Linked DNA regions of Mus musculus: region 2 is linked to region 1. A link is a contact called in public HiChIP or PLAC-seq data. All regions are on one chromosome and are shown on one strand. Each heading gives the region's core, a stretch centred on a gene start, on an enhancer-like site or on the middle of the called end of the contact. The rest is flanking DNA. Distances are from core to core; before and after follow the strand shown. Region 1 has its middle 96 kb from the start of Gm34187. Region 2 has its middle 98 kb from the start of Gm26314.

Evidence for each region. HiChIP or PLAC-seq counts read pairs in DNA pulled down with a chosen protein or histone mark.
Region 2: a CTCF HiChIP or PLAC-seq map of pro-B cells shows a contact between it and region 1, with 9 times the contacts expected there. The contact joins two enhancer-like sites. A contact is called at or near these places in 1 of 39 promoter capture datasets (the C10 cell line), 1 of 15 datasets of contacts at CTCF or cohesin (pro-B cells), 15 of 484 Hi-C or Micro-C datasets (B cells, the Ba/F3 cell line, the C10 cell line and 11 more) and 7 of 115 datasets of contacts at active chromatin or transcription factors (CD8 T cells, DN3 thymocytes, the HPC-7 cell line and 4 more).

Annotation. Positions count from the first base shown.
Region 1 is chrX:11,626,257-11,632,868 of GRCm38.p6, forward strand. No RefSeq gene overlaps it. Among named protein-coding and RNA genes, the nearest start is that of Gm34187, 96 kb to the left of the region's middle. Within about 2 kb of position 3,360, at least 6 of the 459 cell types and tissues checked have an H3K27ac peak or open chromatin away from gene starts, as enhancers often do. A contact at or near this core is called in pro-B cells, where this site is marked.
Region 2 is chrX:11,749,224-11,755,835 of GRCm38.p6, forward strand. No RefSeq gene overlaps it. Among named protein-coding and RNA genes, the nearest start is that of Gm26314, 98 kb to the right of the region's middle. Within about 2 kb of position 3,883, at least 105 of the 459 cell types and tissues checked have an H3K27ac peak or open chromatin away from gene starts, as enhancers often do. A contact at or near this core is called in pro-B cells, where this site is marked.

The DNA.
Region 1 (6,612 bases), core at 2,110-4,609:
AAAGGAAACTGACACTGTGTAACCTGACTCTGTCTGTCATCACTCATCCTTGGAACCCAATCACCATTTCAAGACGAAGCCTGGGCTACCAAAGAGGTCAGCTAAGTGCTCAGCTGGCAACTAGACTCAACTACTGGATGCTATGACTGCCGAGGCTTTCTAATGGCTCCAGCCCTCAGACTCTGAGCCTTCCCGGTGACACTCCAAGCACCCTAAAGCAGAGACAAGCCGTTTCTGCTGGGTTCTGTCTCCGTTGCCAGCGAGCAGAGTCTGCAAGGATTTTAATAAATGGTTTCAGGCTGCTAAGTTTGAAAGTAATTTGTCTTACAGTAGTACCTGAAACACCCAGAGTGTGGCCAGAAACAGTCGCACTTTATTGAAAGAGAGCACAGCTGCAATGCATGCTGGGGCAGGAGGTTGAGAACTGGGTTGGTTAATCTTCTTTGTCAACTTGACCGGATTTAGAATCACCATGGCAACACACCTCTGGGCGTGTTTGTGAAAGTGTTTTCAGAGAGGTTTAATTTGAATCGGGGGTGGGGGGTGTGTGGGGGGAGTGAGGGGGAGACCATCCTGAAGGTAGGTGGGTCCAGGACTGAGCAAAACAGAAAAAGTAAGCTGGACAACTGCACTCATCACACCCTGCTTCCTGTAGCACAGGGACCAATTTCGTTTTCCACCATCCACGACATCCCACCATGATGGTCTTGGACCCTCACGTCGTGGGAGAAAGTGAGCCTCTCCTTCCTTTACATCGCTTAATTCAGGTATCTTCTCACAGCAACAGGACAAAAAAAACAAAAAAACAAAAAACAAAAAAACAAAACAAAAAACAACAACAACAACAAACACTAATCATCAAAGGTGTGGAGCCATAAGCACTTGGCACCACCCTTCTGTGAATTCTAGCACAGCTCAGGAAACACCAGCTGAACTCACACTGTCAGCCAAGTGTCTGGCAGCTGCTCAGTAGATCTCCATTAGGTTTTTCTAGACTTATCAGTGTCTTGGAGAACTTTTCGGATGAAGAGTCAAATAAAACGCAAAGCTTTAAAAGTACCGAGTTTGACATTAAATAGGTGTTAAAATATGCATCGCCCCTATTACCTTTCAGCTCTGGAGAACTCCAATCACGACAATAATTAATATAATGGCTTGATTTATTGCTACTCCTCCTCTGGATTATATTTATTTGTTTTTTTTTTCTTTAATGCTGGAATCATGCAAACAGGCTGACTAAGGTAAAAGGCCGTGGGGGATGTTCTACCAGGAGCAGGGAGGGAGGGGACGAAACTAAAGATAGAAAGAGAAAAAAAAAAACACATGCAAATACAATTTATAAAATTAGCAACATACAGGGAAAGAGATTATCTGCATACTTGAAAAAATACACTGGCTCCAGGCAAGCTTAGGAATGAGGTCATGTAACAGTTTGAAAGAACCCAAAGGTTGAGTAGTGGTCAGAGGGTGCACTCAACTGGACTACCTTTCTTGTCCAGAACCTGCCAATGGTGCATAGAAAGAATACTAGTATTGGCCTTGAGAGCTTGGGTCACATGATGGGGAAATGGAAGGTGCCTACCCACCCATGTGCAGTCATCCACAAACACTCCCCGCCATGCACCAGAAGAAGGCACCCATTTGTCTACACAAAATACCTTTGGGTCAACCTACTGGCTGAGTCCCCTGGTGAAAGTGGAGCAGAGAAGCATGGCAAACGGGCCTTTCCCGGAGAAAGCAAATCCACAGAGGCAGGGGAGGAGAAATCATAAGTAGGAAGGAGAGAACTCTGAAATAGCTGATGTGTCCTGTCCCCACTGTATGCCTCTCCCCCCAGCATCCTTTTTTTTTATCTAGGGCAAGCATATGAAGGAGATTTTTGTAATCCCCAGATTACATACAAGATCATGGAAGCTGTACCTTTAATTTCTCAAGACCACAGAAAGTAGAAAACAAAATCAGATCTCAATTCCTAAGAATGTTTTGGGGGCCCTTCCTCACTTCGATCATAACCAGTACTACAAACAACTTAATATGTATGATGTGGCCTACCAGATTCCGAGGAGAGAGGCTAAGAGAGATAACTGGCTTTAAGTCACAACCTTTCAATCATAAACAACCCCCACCAAATTCTGCAGGCTCAGCCCAAAGAGTGTACTACAGGACACAGCACCTGGACAAGTAGGTCCATAGGAATGGGCCTAGCATAAGGAGGGGCAGACCCCTGAAGTGATGCACACAGATGAAAAACAAGCCTAAGTTGGGCCTGTGTGGATAGTAGGTCCAGGGATTCACAGCCTAATGAAGTAGATCATGAAAGCTCATTTGCTTGTTCAATAGCTCCTTCCATTCACTCAGGTCCACTTAGGGCAGAACCAAAAGAGAGCTGGGAGGGGGCCTTTTGGATTTCTCACCCAGCTTTCAAAGCCTGGGAAGATGGAGAGAACAGAGGTCTCAGGAGCCACCTTGGGAGGCAGGTGTGTCCCAGTGAGGCTAAGAGAGCACCAACAGCTGGATGAATATCCCCCATTAAACTATGGCCAGCCTGGCCAGCAGCATGGAACAGGCCTTTCTGACAGAGACGGTCATTCACAACTTCATTTGGTGAGAAAATAGCTAGCTGTGCCTAGCTGCCCAAGTGATGTCCCAGAGGCAGGGACAGCTCACTATAGGAAGCTATAGGAAGCTAGCCAAAGGACCCCACAAGAGAGTGCTTCTCAAATGATTTGTGGTGAAGGACCTGTTATTTCTTGTTAGGTTACTCCCCTCCCCGAAACTTTCACAGACAAATCTCTTGTGAAATACAACAACAAAAACAACAAAAAATGAACAACTATAGGACGGGGGATTCCATATTTTTAAACCCTAAGTTTTAATGGCCTTTGGAGTCAATAGGACATAGAATGGCTCTGACACATTGAAGTTCTAAAATGTCTTTTCTTGATTTCTGTGTTAGGTTGTCATTTACAGGGTAACAAGCTGCTGCCGAACCAGCCCAGGTCTACACAGTGTTGGAGAACCATTGCCATAGGTTAACATGGTTAGACAGAGCTTCCTAGGCCTAACCAGTTATCCAAAACAGGCAAGGATGTCACTGACATAGGACATCCCAGGTAAACAGGAATGTCTGACAGCCCTTTGTTGGGTGTCATAGTCTACAGATGTAGATGATTATCACATGTCTCCAAGGCACAGAGCTAGGACAGTAATAAAATCAGGCTCTCTTAAATGGGGAAGCCAAGACTCAGGGTAGGACTGGGTATTTGTCAAGTTTACAGGGAGGTTATGAACTAAGATCTTCCTTAATATCAGTGAGCTCCCCCACCAACTTCCTCATTCTAGTGAGGATGCCATCGTGTACATGAGTGTCCCCAAGGGACATGTTCTCCCTTCAGGGGCTCCTCTTCTCTGCAGTTGCTGACAATGTCTCTGGGCATCATTCGAATTCCTTGGAACTGCCTTTAACTGCCTTCTTCATCCTAGTTTTCCTGTAAAAAATAAGAGTTGGAACCTCTCCAAAAAGAGACCCAGGACCCCCAAGCGAGAGAACTCTCTGGTTAGCAACAAGAACCAACAAACCTATCTTGGATATTTCCTCCCACCGGCCAGTGACTTGTACCTTCTAGAATAGGGAAGGGTATCTGGGATCTGGACCCAAGTCCTCACAACATCCATGACTCACCATCTCACTCTGCTTCTCTTAACTCAGTCAGGACAAGGGGAGGGCTGTGCAACTCTCTTTCCCAGCCAAGGAAGTCACCTAGGAGCCAACACTGGGAACCAGACAGACCCACAAGCTCCTGGCCTGGCAGTTGCCAGCAACGGAAAATCCTGCTAGGGCCACTTCTGTCTCTGCCAGCAGATGTCACTGCAGTCTGACCTCAGGTTACCAAAAGGGCATCACTAATTTTGGCTTTGCAGCCCTAGAAAACCAGACACTAAGTTTCTTGGCCCTTTTGCTGTTTTCTTCTGGCTTGCTGACTGCAAAAAAGACCTGTTTTGTCCCTCTGTTTTACCATCTGTGAAATGGACATGTTCCCCTTCACTCCCTCTCTTCCCCAAAGAAAGAATTCAAGAGCTATGATATTCCAGAACTAATTAGTTCCTACCCTCCCCAGACGTCAGTTATTCCATCTATCAGAGTGCCCAGTGATAGTTCACTTGCGTTCCATCTACCAAAACAGGTAGCCAGAAACACCTCCACCTATTTCTGTTTCCATAGTAACAGAAGAGTTAAAAAAAAAAAGGAAGAAAAAGCCTCTAACAAAATAAGACACCTAAGAGGCATAAACAAAATATGTGATGGTGTGGGAGACTGTAAAGTTTTTATTGCCACCTGTTTGGAAGACCTGCATAATTCAATCCTGCTCCCGGCATTTGCGAGGGAAGCAATCACCCCAAACTTGTGGCAATAAAGCCTTTATAGCCCCCCATGCTGGCACACCCACTTTCGAGGTACAAAGCCCCAGTTTGATAAACTTCCGCTTCTTGTATTTGCATAATGGAAATGGACGAGATTTTCCACTCAGGCTTCTGGGAAGCTTAGCTGGAAGCCGTCCTGGAAGCAACTCCAGCCAAAGGACCTTGGGACTCGACAGGGATGCTGAGTCCCATTTCCCTGAACCTGAGACCAGGCAGGTTCTAGTTGAAGGTCATATGCCTCCTGAGTCCTAAGTCATAACTATCATTGCAGTGCTCCGTTAGAAAGCACGCTAAGTGAGAAAGCTTGTCCAGGGTTAAGTGTAGGAAAGAAAGGTCCTAACTCAAGTAGACATCCAACGCCCCTCACTGTCAGACACACACACACACACACACACACACACACACACACCCTCTGCTCACTTTCAGGTACCCTCTCCCTCAATCTGTTGGGGACAGGTCAGGTAGTCGTGGCTGTTCTAGATGCCTCTCCTTCTCGGCAGATTACTACAACCCTGCCAGGACTCAGTGGTAAAAGTTTGAACGTGTCTGCAGAGCTTAATCAAATGCTAATTCCGTGTGGTGAAAGAATTTGCTGGAATCTGCAAGGGAGCTCCTGGCAGCAAGAAAATGCGTTGATTCACTCCCAAATCTGCTTTGCCCAAGCCGGGTGCGATTTAGAGCGTAAGCTGTATTAAATCACAAAGTGCTGTGTGGATCATACAGCCATCCTTTGTGTCGTTAATGAAGGGAAAAACAGGGCTTTATTCTGAAGCTTTGTGTATAATCAGATGCCATGTTGTAAAGCTCTGGAAAACACACCAGAAATCATAATTGGGAGGAAATAAAAGGGTTAGTCCAAAACAGCGTATGCAAATAAGGAGGAAAAAGAAACTGCCCCCAAGATTTGTGCGTTTCAAGAATCAACTTTTAATTCATGCACAGGGAGATTACAGAAGGGGAGGAGCGGCCTTTAAAATAGTATGAAAAGCTAGTTTAGATGTAAATGAGAGATAATGGGCTTTCACCAGGAAATAAGCAAGGGGGCCAAGTTTGTGCCCAGGGCTGGGGGAGGGGAAGGCAGTTTGGCTTCTGGTTGTCCTCACTGTTGCAAACATACTCAGGGTTTACAGCACGGTAAGGAAGGCAAGGTTTCGTGCCATTGGCTGTGGTTAGCTGCAGTAGGAGGAAGAAAGGTCCAGCTTGCCTGTCGTAGCTCCGGAGGTTCTGGGATCTGGCTGAGTTGGGAAGGGGGTCTCGCGGTTGTTGTTTTAGCACAAAAATAGCCTCTGTGGTGTGATCATCTCAAGGTCGCCTAGGAAAGTGGTTGGGGTTTTGACGCCTGTCGCTGTACGTTCAGCCAGAGGAGAAGGAACGCTGCGCTGAGCCCTCCCCAGCCCTAATTCACTAATGATTTGCTTATTAGTTCGGATCAGGGAGCCGGTTTCTGGAGAGATGTGAATTGCCATTGATTTAATCCTCTTCCCAGCACGCGCTCCCGGCCTAGGGTGAGGCTGGGAGGAGAGAGGGGGGGTTGTCAGCTGGTTCAAGAGCAAGTTGCTGCTTCTCCTGTCTGGCTTTGTCTGTCTCCCCGACCATCTGCTTTCAGGCAGAGAGGAGCCCGTGGGTGGAGGAGCTAAGCCCAAGAGCTCAAAACCCGGACTCTAGACCTGTGTGTCTCCGGGTAACTGACAGCTGAGCTCAGACTTCTACAGCATGTGGGCAAGATATTGTGGTAACGTCTCATTAAACTAGAACGTTGGGGACAGCACAGTTCTCACACTGTCAGTATGTGTCCTCACTTAAGCCACCCACCAGCCTCTCAGGTAGATCGCCTCTACAATTTACAAGGGAAGAAGCTGAGCCTCAATGAAGTTAAGTTAGCCTGCCTAGGGTCACACAGGCAAAACAGTGGAGGGCCAAGGTGTGCAGCTTGTGGCCAGTGTCCTCCTGCTTCACCTAACATGAGCCATCTCATCTGTGTCTCTGTAAACTGCCATCAAGAGATTTCTTTTCCTCTCAGCAGGATCTGATAGCAGAGGCCTGTAATCTCCACTACTCAGGAGGTTGAGGCAGGAGGAGTTCAAGTTCGAGACCTGCCTGGACTATAGAGTGAACCCCTGAATTAAAAGAAATGAGAGGAGGTCTAAGAACAGAGCTCAGGACAGTACAGTGCTTGCTCAGCATAGTCCA
Region 2 (6,612 bases), core at 2,633-5,132, 120 kb after region 1:
TAGCAGCATCACCAACAGTGCCCAAGGGTGCTTTCCAGATGGAGCCTGCCCCACCCTGAGGCAACTTCCCTACTGCATTTGAAGTCTACAAGCCTGCCTGAGATACAAGGTCCTTCAGTTAGTCCTCATATGCAAAAGTGTATTTCTTGCTCACATCCCATTCCTAGCAGCAATTCTAAAAACAGCCTACCCCAAGATAATTCATTAATCTAAACTTCAGATTTCTTCTATCTCTTAGAAATGGCACTACCAACTTCAACAGGTGACTTGCAAGGTCAAAAGAGAATGGAAAGAAGAAATGGAGGGACCTGAAATGGGAGAAGTTATGATTCAACATCACTTCTATTCACTTTCCATAGGCTACAGCTATGTCACATGGCCCCAACCTAACTTCAAAGAATCCTGGGAAATGTACTCTTAGAAACTCAATAGGATAAGCAGATGGCTGGAATGAAAACAGAATGTCCCTGCTCCAGAATTCAGTGCTACACTATTATCCTAGTAAAAAGTCTTTGGGTTGAGCTGGGTGTGGTGGCACATACCTATAATTCCAGCACTAAAGAAGCAGAGGCAGGTGGATCTCTGTGAATTTGAGGCCATCTTGGTCTATATATTGAGTATCAGGTCAGCTAGGGAGACCCTGTCTTTTTTATGGGGGGGGGCATTTTGAGACAGGGTTTCTCTGTGTAGTCCTGGCTGTCCTGGAACTCACTCTGTAGACCAGGCTGGCCTCAAACTCAGAAATCCTCCTGCCTCTGCCTCCTAAGTGCTGGGATTAAAGGCATGTGCCCCACTGCCTGGTGGGAGACCCTGTCTTAAAAAACAAACAAACAAAAAAAAAGCAAAACAAAAAAACTTTTGGTTTCATATGAAAAACTAGTTTATGTGATATGGTAAACTTTTGGAAAGATATAATTAAAAGGTTTCTGGGCAGCTCCAAAAAGCTAACGGGAAGTCACCTAAGCAGGTTTGGGAAGATCGAGATGACTAATCTTCTTGGCTTGATTCATCCATTCAATAAATATTATTGAGCCCTACAGTAGCAGACCTCTTTCTATGTTGTGGTTGTGTTGCTATCCCCAAATCCCTCACAGAAACTAATGAAGAGAGAGCTAAGGCTTCTTCTCCTGGTCCCCACTTCCAGAGTCTAGTCCATGATGACAGAAACGCATAGCCAACTTTGTGGTATTGGAAGTACATGGCTTAGGCTCCTTACATCACTGTGGGAGACAAAGACAAGAGAGCTAGCCTGGAACCAGAGCCCTCCCTCCAAACAGGAGTCCCTGTGGCTCACCACAGTTCCTGAGCTGAGCATATCTGAAGAAAGGTTGCAGTGGGCATTTGTTACATGTCCTCTCGGTAACTGGCCGCTGTCAGAGGTTGCGACTCCAGCACTGGCCAGGCGTGCTTGTAAGCCCAGCACTTGAGAGGTAGAGGTGGTCAGATAGCAGATTAGGCCAGCGTACGCTTTATAAAGAGGCTTTATCTCAAGAGAACAATGAAACATTTATACTCAAGAAAAAAAATGACAAACTTTTCACTATGACCTACAAGACCTTTACAGCCTGGCCCTGCCTGCTAACCGGACCCCATATCAACCTTCTCTACAAATGGGGCCCTCTGATCCTACCACACCAGCTTTTTCATTGAACTCTCGAAATGTAGTCCAATCCCAAGACTTTTACACTAGCTTGTCTATCCACCCGACCACTCCTCCCTGCTCCCATCTGCTTCATCTTGTCTAGGTCTCTACTCGAAACCTTGTCCCAAGCAGGTTCAGAAATACTTATAATGCTAGCCACCTGGAAGGCTGAGGCAGGAAGAGCTTGAGTTTGAGGCTAATGTGGCCATCATAGTGAGACCCTAGATTAAAACAAAGGGGAGATGCGGTGAGATGGCTCAGAGGTTATGACCAGATGCTAAAACCAGGATTCCATCTCTAGCATCTACATGGTGGTTCACAACCATTGGTAACTCCTCTTCCAGGGGATCCAATGATCTGTTTTGGTATCCTCTGGTGCTACCTGCAGGTGGCTCAACAATATACATGCAGGTAAAACACTTATACATATGAAAATTTTAAAAATTGATTCGCAAGACCCTATTTCTAAGAAAATAAACTAGAGACGAAACTCAACAGTAGAGCAACTGCTTAGTATGTGCAAGGCAATGATCCTCAGCTGACGCACACATAACAAGCCCTTCCCTAGCCAACATGCCTTAAAGAGCTCCACATAGCTTTTCCATTGCTTGGCTCTGCTGAGACATCCATCCATGGCTTTGTTTGCTATCTAGCCTCCCCACTGGAGTGGAAGAATACTGAGGATAGGGGCGGCCTTCTTCATCACTCAATCCTTATGCCTAAACCTGAGACCAGAACATAGCAGGTTCTCAAGAAATACTGGTCGCTGGTCAGTATTGGTGCGCGCCTTTAATCCCAGCACTCGGGAGGCAGGGTCAGGAGGATCCCTGTGAGTTTGAGGCCAGCCTGGTCTACAGAATGAGTTCAAGGACAGCCAGCATTGTCACACAGAGAAACTCTGTCAGGAAGGAAGAAAGGAAGGAAGGGAGGAAGGGAGGGAGGGAGGGAGGGAGGGAGGGAGGGAGGGAGGGAAGAAAGAAGGAAAGAAGGAAAGAAGGAAAGAAGGAAAGAAGGAAAGAAGGAAAGAAGGAAAGAAGGAAAGAAGGAAGGAAGGAAGGAAAGAAGAAGGAAAGAAGGAAAGAGAAATACTGGTAAGAATGAATGGGTACGGCCACATCCACCAGCCTCATAAACACGTGGCTGGAACTGAGAGGAAGCCCCTGGGCACCTGGAATGGAACAGCTAGACTGACCATGCCCTTCCCCATACCCCACCCCAGTTTCTGCCGTCCTTAGAAAAGGCCCCAGACTAGAAGCTTGATGTTGCCCTGTTTCCTGGGACCCCTCCTGTTACACACAAGCTCTGTGCTGTTATGTGCCCACCCCCATTGTCACCTAAGAATCTATAATAAATAGACCACTCTCTAAAACTCACCCTCTGCGTCTATGGATTTCATTCTTCAAATTCTCAAGACAAGAACCCAAACGCCACTGACTCAGGGTGTCTTGGATAGCTGTGGAGTTTCCAGAACTCTAGCTTCCTGAGAAAGGTCCCATTGTTCTCAGAGACACCACAAAATTCCTGTATTGCACACACTCTAAATGCAAATTTGTTTTCATTTTTTGTTGTTGTTTTCAGTTTTGTTGTTGTTGTTGTTGTTGTTGCTGCTGCTGCTGCTGCTGTTTTAAGACAGCGTCTTAAAGACAGAAGCTAGCCCTGGCTGGCCTGAAACTCATTGCGTAGACCAGACTAGCCCGTAACTCATAGAAATCCACTGGCCTCTGAAATACAAAAAGGCCACATCTAAACTCTTTGTGTAGAGTTTGAGCAGACTAATGTTCCAGGGAGCACATGGGAGGCCTGAGCGATGGGAAGGGATTGCCATGGTTCCTGGCCCTGTGAGGTTTAGGAGAAGCACAGGAGGTAGCCAGCCAGAAAGACCTACTTGGCAGAAAGCCTAGGAAGAATTTAGCGCTAACTTTACCAGTCGGACCTTTGAAAGGACAAAGGATCAGGGCAGTGGTGTAAGTGGCTTATCCAGCACATTGGTTCTGTAGCTCCTGAGGACAGGACTCAGAAAAACTCTGACACCCCTCCACCTCCCACCTCCCACCTCCCACCCCAGTTGCTGTCACCCAACCCTCCTAGACGGCCAACATCAAGGCTTCACTTACAGATGCAAAGAAAACGGATGTAGCCCAACTTTCTCTCATTTCTGTTTGCCTCTATTGTGGGCATGCCTAGCGCTGTGGAGGTGGTCAGCTAAGAGCTGCATCTGCCAAGATCTCACAGGGGCGAAATGAGATTTCAGTTGCTTCTTGTGTTTCAACCTCTTTTCTGATCTGGGAGGAGGAAGAAAGCCAACCCACGTGGGTGACTCAGAAAACAAGCCTAGATAAGAGCATATTGACAGGCCCAGCTAGCAGGCCCCTCATTCACACCGGCTTCAAAGACAAACACTTTCCGTTTGTCGATTTGTTTTAGGCCCTTGCCGAATCTGCAACTCTGTGGCCTTGACTCTAAAAATAAATCTCCTGCAGTAATGACGAGGCAAAGAGGAAGGCGTGCAGAGAAGGAAAAGAGGAGGGAGGCAAAGAAAAGACAGGCCAGGAGAGAAACTGAATACCAAAACAGGAAGAAGGGATGTGGGGAACTCACCCCGGTGGCTTCCTCCAGAGCAACAGCTAGGCGCATTGCAAAAGCCATCAGCAGGACCAGCTGTGGCCTGCAGGGCCCTGCGGTTGATCAGAACCTAACCTGGGAGAAGGGTGGGGGAGGGGGAGGGAGGAGGGATGGAGACAGACAGTCCTAGTGAGCCATTTTGCCTTCAACCTGCTGCTCTCTGTAGCCCACCAACCAATAAATATCTCAGTGACACTGGGAGCCTATTAGAAATGCAGGTTCTCCAGCACCTCCAGAGACCCTCAGAAGCACACCACGGGTAAGGATGAGCCTTAATACCATTGGAGATGGAAAAGGCAGCCAGGGTCCCTGGGGGTGTCACTGAATGTAACCCAACTGAGGCTCTTCACTTTTTTCATTCCAGACAAAGAAAAAGTTGAGCCTTCCCCTCCCTGCCCTCATGGGGAAGATGGTGCCTAAAACTTTGATTACAATAAAGGAACAGCAAGCACCTCAGTTCAGTGTCTGGGTCTTGTCGATCAGTCCACAGTGTTAGAAGGTGTCTGTTTAGCACCTGGACCCAGGATCCTTAGGAGGTTCTTAGGTTCATGATCACCTGGCACTGATGTAACTTGCCACTCCCAAGGGTCCCTCTGGGACCTCAGTCTGAAATGCTCCCTGCCTCCTCTTTGTGACTGGGGCTTTTGATTCATGCCTTAATTCCTGCATCCTGTCCTTCACTAGAGCCTGGCTAATGCTTACAAACCTGTCCTTACTGTTTTCATTAGTTCTCCAAAGAGACTGTCTATCCTCCTTGCTGCCTCTGTGCTTAGACACTGTTATTTAGTGTGGATTCCAGGTCCCCCCCACTCTTGCACAGGCTGGGCAGGTGAGCAGGCAGACCATTGTTTAGATGCTGAGCAGGTGACAAATAGTTATGACTGTTCTTCACTAGAATTCTAAATAGTGGCTGTCACTCTTCATTGACTATAAAATGTACAAATGTGAATGATAAGAAAGAACGTAACTGTGGCCCATCTTATCAAATTTATTTTAGCTGTGCTTTAAAATCAATTTAATTTGTAAATTATTCATGGCATGTAGCAACTTGCACATCTAAACCCTAGGCTTTTCAAGATTGCCCTAACTTTTCCTAGACGTTTGTAGATTTTTTTATCATTTTTTTATTACAAGAGTAATGCATATCTATTTTAGAAAATGTGGATACTACAGATAAGCAAAACTAATTATTTCATTATTATCACCTTTAATCCTATGACCAAGAAATAATCACTGGTAACATTTGGGTGTATATCCATCAGTCCGTTTTTATTCTGTACACATGCATGTGAACGGCTCACTTGCTCTCTCCTTCTAAAGTCAATGTGTGTGTGCTAGCTTGATTCCACCAATTCTTTCCCCTTTGTACTGGAGTCCACGGCCCCAGTGTCATCATGTTCTAAAGCCAATTCATATTGTAAGACTCTGGCAAGCCTTAGCTTACCACGTGGAGCTGGAATCAATGCAAAAAGCAAGAGGAATTTATTGTTCCAGTGCACTGGGGTCGTCCCAGACCTGAAGAAGAGGCGGTGACCCCCAATGGCCCATTCAGCAAATTTTTATATGGTTTCCAGGGGTGGAATAGAGCATCAGCAACTAGGCACAATAGGATTGGCAGAATAGTGCACCCTTTAAACTGATTGGTCTCTAGGGAATGAGGTAGTAGGGGCTTACTCAGCCTCTCCCTTCTGGTCTATGTGCTCTCTGGCCTGTCTCTTCCAGGAGGGAAGATCGGTCCAGTGGAATTTTCTAATGGCTAAGCTTACCTCTTCAATATCAGCTCACCGGAACAAATTCTGTGCACTTCTTTCTACCTCTGCTGCATTTAGCAACTGCAGGTTGTTGGTGTTTGGGGTCAGCCATGTTGGAATATGTTCCCCACCAAGGTTTTGGATTTCTTTTACTTTGCACACACACATCCTGCCCCAGACACTCAGGTGTTAGCATACCCTGCATTGCATTTACAGATACCAAGGGCTGGCTTCAAGAGCATGAACACTAAGCAAGCAGTCAGCCAGAGCCTACAGTCACAGTGGCCTCGTGGATGGTTTAATGCTGGGTTGCCTATATCTTGTAATTCTTAATTAGTTTACTTCTCAACCTGTGTTCCATAACTGAGGCTGCCAAGCCAACAGAGCATGTGCATGTGTAAGGGAGCTATGTACCATATGTATGCTGACCTTTCTGGTGGCTTCATTAGATTGCAGTGTTCACTGTGGCCCCAAGTATGGAGTTCAGGTGAGCCCATAAGGCATGGGAGCTCAGAGGGACTGGAAATCAGTACAAGGTAAGCATGTTACATCCACAATTGAGGGAAAGGCAGTTGATAGCCTATGGGGGCAGCATTT